Linked DNA regions of Bombyx mori: region 1 is linked to region 2. The links are chromatin contacts, called in public Hi-C maps. All regions are on one chromosome and are shown on one strand. Each heading gives the region's core, a stretch centred on a gene start, on an enhancer-like site or on the middle of the called end of the contact. The rest is flanking DNA. Distances are from core to core; before and after follow the strand shown. Region 1 holds the start of LOC101746716 (mucin-2). Region 2 overlaps LOC134200605 (serine/arginine repetitive matrix protein 1-like).

Region 1 (3,996 bases), core at 956-3,455, 71 kb after region 2:
ACTTACAACAATTATTATGAATTAATATTTTCAAAGAGTTGCATTAGCCTCTGTAGAAAGTTAGTTTCACATATCGAAATTACTTCGAAAAGCTTTTTCGAATTTGCACCAGACATATTTGACTGCCTTTTCAAATACAGTCGTTGCATCTTTTGGCGATCAAAACGATGATATTGAATTAATTTTGATCGGTGAATGCGCAAGCAGGCTGTTGTATTGCAAGACTGCAATAGACTTCCCCATCATAGTCCAGTAACCTCTTGCCTACAGCTTTAAAAACTTCTCGCAAGGATTTCGTCACAAATTCTTCATCATATACAATAAACACAAACTGTTCATATATATCTCATACTCTTTTAATCAACTCTCAAATCCCATCGTATCTCAAAGTAATTGTCTATTCGAAGGCATTTATCAATTTTGAAATAGCCAAACACTCGACTGGTGCTATATTTCTGTATCAAGACGATTCATCTAAGAATCACCATCATTAATGATATTTTGCAGAGAGCTGCTTAAAGAGCTGAGCCCGAAACTTTGCTATTACGTCACTGCTACATTTCACATAAAACTTCTTCAGTTTCTCCGTGAGATTCTGCGATTCGTATAAATCAAAATCCTGTAACCTTCTTGATCCACGTACCCTTAAATCTTAAAATTTCATTCTTAACGTTTTCTGTCAAAAGACGTCCACTTCTTTGTGGATCCTCAAAAAGCTACATAAAAATATTAAATTTCAATGAGCCCTTTTTTATGGAAATATTTTAATGGCATTCTCACGAACTTTTACGAATTCCATAAAGATCTCGTTTTATTTGACAATTACTAAAATCGTAGTAAATCGTCCGCGAAAATTTTCTTTTTGCATAACTTTTTGTTCAGTCAGACACGATACTTTAATTAAACTTTACTTCATAAGCTAAGTTGGTTTTTACTGGTGGTAGGACCTCTTGTGAGTCCGCGCGGGTAGGTACCACCACCCTTCCTATTTCGTGGGTGGCGCATTTGCGTGATGTCTATGGGCTCCAGTAACCACTGAACACCAGGTAGGCTGTGACCTCGTCCACCCATCTAAGCAACAACAACAAAAAAATGTATACATAGACCACCCAGTCAATTATTGTACATTTAAAAACGCTACGAGACTTAGCCCGAACATACGTAATCTAGAATCTAGTAAATCTATTTATTGAGACGTCTTTCGACCAATGTTTATAAATTTCAATTGAGGTACTACTTTAAAAAAAAAAGTTAAAAAGTAATATTTGAAGTATGCGTACAATTCAAGTTTTACACTCTGATCAGAAGATCCAAGCAAGGTTAAGATTTTGCTAAAAATTCTCTCGGTGCTATAAGTAGAAAAAATGTCCAACCGGCCGACCAACCCTTTTATTTCGCTCATTCGTTGTCTTTTTACTTTTATTCTAAAAATATCGCATTCACAAACCAATTTCGAAATGAAACGTGATTCTGTTCAAGGTCGAGTGAATTAGTATTCGTATGGTGTGTTCGATGTTTGACCGACCGCAAAAACATGTTAATGCGAACAGCTTGTAGACTTTTTTCTAAACTTGATTGAGAATTTATTCGTGGCCGGTCTATTATGTATTTGAATGCTTGAGTTATATAACTGATTGTGGGAATAAAAATTGGCCATTGCATTAATTGAAGCATTTAATAGTAATAGTAATCAAAACTAGTTTTAACATACCATTTTTTGTGGAATAATATCTCAACATAGAATTTGAGCTGCTGCATAATTTCGTCAATTCGTCTAAATAGAGCGATTGCTTCAATTGGTACGTAACTTGAAAAAGCCCTAGACCATTAGCTACGCACCAATTTAAACTAGTTCTACAAGTTCTCCGCAGAAGGAAGAATTGTGAAACAAAGCTCAACATTGTTAGCGTGTTTGGTTTTTAAAATATAGACAAATTATTTTCAAATCTAACAAGCAATATATTTCTAGATCTGATTTACTAAATTTTCTTTCTCTTAAAGACGAAATTGGGAAATGTTATAATGGAAACCAGATCTGAATGTTTATTTACAAATTATACCAGGAGTTTAACTCATTTAATATATCTTTTTTTTTTCTACCTATGCTGATAGCCTCGAAAGGCTATTTCACGTAGCTCAAACCGGGAGTGTTGCTAGCACTGGCCCTAGCAAGAGCAGTGCTTCGCAGAATCTACTACCGGATCGGAAACGCAACCCACTGAGAAGATCCGGCGAGAAACTCAGTGGGCTGTGTCTATGGGTCAAATATATCAATGGAACTCAAATGTATGTACTAAAATCGAAGTTATATATTGTCGTCAGTACCTACGTTAAGGAAATCTTAAAACATGTACTACAGCTTGAGTAGTCTCAACAAATGTACAAAAAAGCCTGCACGCAATCGGCTCCACTCAAATTCTGACACGCTACATTACACAACTGACCCTTATCGGTTTTCGATTATTTCGATAGCCCTTTTTGCGACTTATTCAACAGAAAAGGCAAACAGGTTTTTGTTATTAAAAAAAGGTGTATAATGCATCATAGCTCTGGCAATAACAAGGGTAACACTATTTAATGAGTTCACAATGTTGTTGTTATTATAGAGCATCACGATAAAGAAGCCGGCTTTTAATTGTTATAACCTCAAAGATTTGGGGCCAACGAGTCGTTCAGCGATAGGGAGAATCGCGCCGCTCGATGTTATCGCGCCTGCGCTGTGTTCCCCTCGAAAAGAGCAGGTTACAACACAGCACAAAGCGCGACTAGCTGTGATGTCTCGTGCCGACATTTCTGGACGTTGATGTCTTGCGGAACCGAGTTAAAATCTTACAAAGCTTCCTTTGATATTATTTTTTGAGCTGAGCATGTGATTGAATTTCGGTATCGCAATAATACATAATCCTAAAGTAGTGTTATTTTTGTGTATATTCTCTGCACCAAAATGTACAAAACGGTTAGACATGGCGAAAACAGTTTACAATATACCATTCTCCCTCAAACGGAAGAAGTGTTAAATAACAGCGGCTTAAAAGGGAAAGGTCGGGACTATAGCCCATCCATCCACATTCGAAGATCGCGTAGGAAATCTACAGTGAAATATGTCTTCTTGGTAATTTTCGGTGTGATAATAGCGTTAGGGCTGGCAGCAGTTCCGCTTTACATATTGAACGGTGCGCTGTACGCTCGAAGAACACAACAAGAGCATCGTGATATAGTCACTATATCTCCAAATGCACCGGCCGGCAGAGAAATGGCAAAATCGCGAAAGAAAGATCTTAAAGTGCTACCGCAAGTAATCTCTACTTTAATGGCAAAAACAGAATTAGAAACGTCAACAATCGTCTCCACTACTTCCTCTACTGGAGCCGGTGAAAGAGCTACCACTCCGCCTTGGACAATGCCTGCTTTAAGGTCTTGGAAGAGTTCAACGTCTTCATCAACCGTTCCGCCAGTAGCCTCTGCGAAACATGACCCGACGCAGCCAGCTGCAACAACTTCCAGTGATATCAGTATGTTACCTAATACAATTTCAATGAAAACTTGGGAGAAGGATATAATAATACGACCAACTATCACAGCTGAACCATTTACACTTAGTAACTTAGTTAGAGACTACACGCAAACATTTAAGCCAACCGAAAAGCAATCCACACAGAGTGTTAAAATGTTTGATGATGTTCTTATTTCAACCAAAACAACTTTAATGCGATCACCGGTAACTTCAGAGTTTCCTGCAACTACTGAAATATCGAGTTTGGATGATTTAAAGGACACGATGTTATCTGTAGATGATGACGAGGAATTCAAAGAATCTTTAGAAGTTGACGAAGTTTTTTCGTTACCACCTCTAAAGCCTGGTGCCGATCCTGCAGCGTCAAATTCTGATGAAATCACCGTATCTAAAGCTAACGAAGACAATTGGTACGGAGCCAGGTGGCCTTTCGTGGATCCTTCTTCGTATTTCCAATGGACGGTAAGTATTATTGTAGGAAT
Region 2 (4,004 bases), core at 616-3,115:
AAATATAGAAGATATTACAAAAAAATAGAAGGTAGTTAGCACAATATTCAAATGTCAACGAATAATACCTTAGTCGTCCGTGTCCACGAAAACTGTAAAGAAATCGAAATTGTAGAAATATTATAATTACAATAAAAAACGCGAGATTAAAACGTAATATTACTTTTAGTTTTAGTTTTTAGTTTTGTGTAAGCCATCCTTTATTGGGTTAAAAATTTTTGTTATTAAATATTTTTTTGTCTATCTATCTATCTATCGACAATTGGTAATACAGATTTCTAAAGCTATCATACCAATCTAAATGTTTATTCGGAAAAAGGTGTAAAGTGTCGACGAAATAAATATGTAGTTTACTGGTGGTAAGACCTCTTGTGAGTCCGCGCGGGTAGGTACCACCGCCCTGCCCATTTCTGCCGTGAAGCATGCGTTTCGGTTTGAAGGGTGGAGCAGCCGTTGTAACTATACTGAGATCTTAGAACTTATATCTCAAGGTGGGTAGCGCATTTATGTTGTAGATGTCCATGGGCTCCAGTAACCACTTAAAACCAGGTGGGCTGTGAGCTCGTCCACCCATCTAAGCAAAAAATAAAAAAAATGTTCGGACGAGTTGTTGTACCTAGAGAAAAATGTGTTTTAGTTACACGCTGTTTATCATCTTGATACAAGCGACTGAAAGAGTTACGAAATTTTTTTTATTCCAACTACAGAACCCTTCGTTATTCGTAACCAGACACGCACTCACTTTTATTGAATAACTTCTGACGCAAACCATATCAATTTTCAGTTCGACAAGGAAATGTACTTTTATATTATGTTAAGAATTAAATTTCTTTAAAACGTAACGCGTCAATAAACAATTTAAACAGGTACATTATTAAGCAGTTTTTAAATGCTCTGTATTATTCGAGTTCTTATGTAAATTCGGTGTTTTATTATGTAAACAGGCAAGTAAACCGTCTCGGTCAAAAGACTTCAACGCGCTTATCTGAATATCTTAGCTGAATAAATGTAGGTAATTTTACGTTTCCTTGTTTCTTCAACGTAAATTCAACTATACAATGACACAGAAGGATATTTGTGCATCGTTTAAGACTAGAGGTTAGCTTTAGAGCTACCTTTTTGCTTAGAACTGGGTAGGTGTATCTCTCTAGGTGAAAGGATTTTTCTCCGCTTTCATTGAAAGACATCTCCGTCATCTAGAATGTTCGCATTCTAAATCCACCAGAGATGTCCTTTGATTTGGTTTGACAACACAAGCATCGGTGTTGAAGTGTTAGAGCTCAGTAGGTATTCGATTCTTGCCGCACGGTAAAATGATAAAACAAATAAAAATCTGTGATTTTTAGAATCAAATTAATAAGTAAAATCTACGTCAAGACGCCAGACCACTGCAAAAGTTTACAATTTACAACACACATTTAGATTTTTTGGTGCCTTTTAAGTACAGACGATCCGTCGATGCTTTAAGGCTCCGTTAGCAGCTTAACGCGAGGCAGCATGAGGTGCCTCCTCCTCGCGTCGTTTTCCTCATTACTGAGTGTCGTGACTCCCCCGCTACATCACGATTTCCCTCCATCTGCTGCGATCCTTAGCTTCATGAAGGGCATCGTGGAAGTTGATGTTTAGATAAGATCGTATTTGGTCCGACCATCTCGTGGGACTGCTTCGTCTGGGACGTTTGCCGTCTACCTTTCCTGAGGTGACAGTTCAGATTAATAAACATCTACTTGTAACTTCCTAGTTGTTTACTTGAATATCAGCCTCGGATCGTCGGGCAGTGAGAGTGGAGCGAGCCGTTGGCGCCTGAGCTGTGAGTGGTTACGTCACCGCGCGCACACACTCACACTTTCACTATTAGATAATAGCTCAGCACCACACCACTGCCTTACTTACACACTTACAAGCACAATAGGAAGTCGTTCGAATGGTTCTAATCACCGCACAGCCAAAACTAGTGCAAAGCGGCAACCGAACTGTGTCGATTTTTTTTTGTAATGAATATTCGAATTCGCGATACGGCGATTTTTAAGGCGAATCGTTTGGGACTTTTGTATAGATTGCTCGAGTTAAAAGCATTATTTCGTATATTAATTTTGGGCGAGCTCATACTAGCTAACATGTTCAGTAATATGACTTAAGTATGTTTAATTATTTGAAGTAACTAAGTGTAATAAAAATCAAACTCGCAAAATTATAATTTGCGTAATTACTAGTGGTAGGACGTTTTGTGAGTTGACCAAAGTAGGTACCACTACCCTGCCTATTTCTGCCGTGAAGCACCAATGCGTTTCGGTTTGAAGGGTGGGGCAGCCGTTGTACTGTAAAAGCTTACTTAGAAGTCATGTCTCATGGTGGATGGCGGCATTTATGTGTGTAAATTTCTGTGGGCTCCGGTAACAATACCAGGCGGGCCGTGAACTTGCCCATTCATTTAAGCAATAAAGAAATAAAAAAAGAACATTTTTTTTACCACTTCTTTAAATGAAACAAATGCTAAATGCGTAATATTTAGCGTGGTATCAGTTCATCGTTAATACGTCATTGAAAACCACACTACAAATTGATTCAGCCATTGTGATTAACGTATACGAATGAAGAGACAAAAACATGTTTACGACTTTGTTATTTAAATACAGATTTTATCAAACAGTATTTGAAATACAGTATTTTCTTTATTATTCCCTGAAACGACTTTAAAAAAACCATAAAACTGGTCTAAGCAATTCAGAAACAAAGTAAGATAGTTTATATATACATACGTCAAACTCTAACTTCTATTATACATAGTAACTGCTATATTTACATTGTTTACTTATGCCAATACGCAAACCAGTACACGGCAATGTCGTATAAAGAGGAGCAGTAGCAGTCCAAGGTGACCGTGATCGCTTTTATAACATATCGCTGTATATAGATATCGCTAAAGCCCATAGACATAGCCCACTGAATTTCTCGCCGGATCTTCTCAGTTGGTCGCGTTTCCGATCCGGTGGTAGATTTTCCGAAGCACTGCTCTTGCTAGGGTCAGTGTTAGCATCACTCCGGCTTGAGCCCCGTGAGCTCACCTACTAGTTAAAGTTACGCTGAAATAGCCTCTCAGGGCTATCAGCTTAGGTAGGAAAAAAAATCGCTAAAGTTTATTGCACTACTTCTACTTCTGAAGTCGTCGTGGCGTAGTGAAGTATGGCGTAGTAGTATAGTAGATGAAACTATGGCGGCGTTCAAATCCCGCAGGCAGGCACCAAGTTTTCTAATAAAATATGTACGCATATAACGAATGATTTCCATAATGACGGAATAAAATTGTGTAATAAAAGTCAGACCCGCAAAAATTATAATTTGCGTAATTAAAAAAAACAATAAATTTCCATTGCGCTCGCAACTTAGCCAGCGCGAACTACTCCTACATCGGGTGGGCGCAGATACGTTCTCAACACTGGGATGAAAAGTAGCCTATTGAACGGTTTATAAAAGAGTAATATTTCCCTGAACTCCAACTACAATTTCAATACTGAAATTTGTCAAAATCGGTTCAATGGTTTGCACGCGAAAACACAATAGACAGAGTTAGCTTCCGTATCTACAGTTTTTAATTGACAAACTAGATAGCTTAAAAAATGACACGTGCTCACGACTACGCATATATGAGGCAGCGTCGGGGGTCAGCTGATTTTAAATTGGTCCACGGACTATACAGACAATATCACTATCAATATCAATATCAGTAACTATACTTCAGACCTTAGAACTTATATCTCAAGATGGGTGGCACATTTACGTTGTAGATGTCTATGGGCTCCAGTAAACACTTAACACCAGGTGGGCTGTGAGCTCATCCACCCATCTAAGCAATAAATAAATAAAAAAACACCGGAATATCAATGACGCAAATTCGAAGTTACGCATTGGAAAAACTTCTATTAGACCGAAATTAGTAAGCGCGTTAGGAGCGAAACTAGGTTATGATACAAACGGAGGGGAAAGTAATAATCATTGTCTAAAAC

Evidence for each region. A called contact is a pair of places that touch in the nucleus more often than the background predicts.
Region 1: a contact with region 2 is called in a Hi-C map of midgut, with 1.9 times the contacts expected there. The contact joins the promoter of LOC101746716 here to the enhancer-like site in region 2. A contact is called at or near these places in 2 of 7 Hi-C or Micro-C datasets (midgut and whole pupa).

What each region holds. Positions count from the first base shown.
Region 1 is chr18:8,321,644-8,325,639 of ASM3026992v2, forward strand. It overlaps LOC101746716 (mucin-2), which reads left to right and starts at 2,206. Exons shown (of 3, transcript XM_012692195.4): 1 at 2,206-3,976. The coding sequence starts at 2,945.
Region 2 is chr18:8,251,341-8,255,344 of ASM3026992v2, forward strand. LOC134200605 (serine/arginine repetitive matrix protein 1-like) reads left to right here. Exons shown (of 3, transcript XM_062673786.1): 3 at 945-989. The coding sequence ends at 989. Among protein-coding and RNA genes, the nearest start is that of LOC134200605, 9.5 kb to the left of the region's middle. Within about 2 kb of position 1,866, at least 3 of the 8 cell types and tissues checked have open chromatin away from gene starts, as enhancers often do.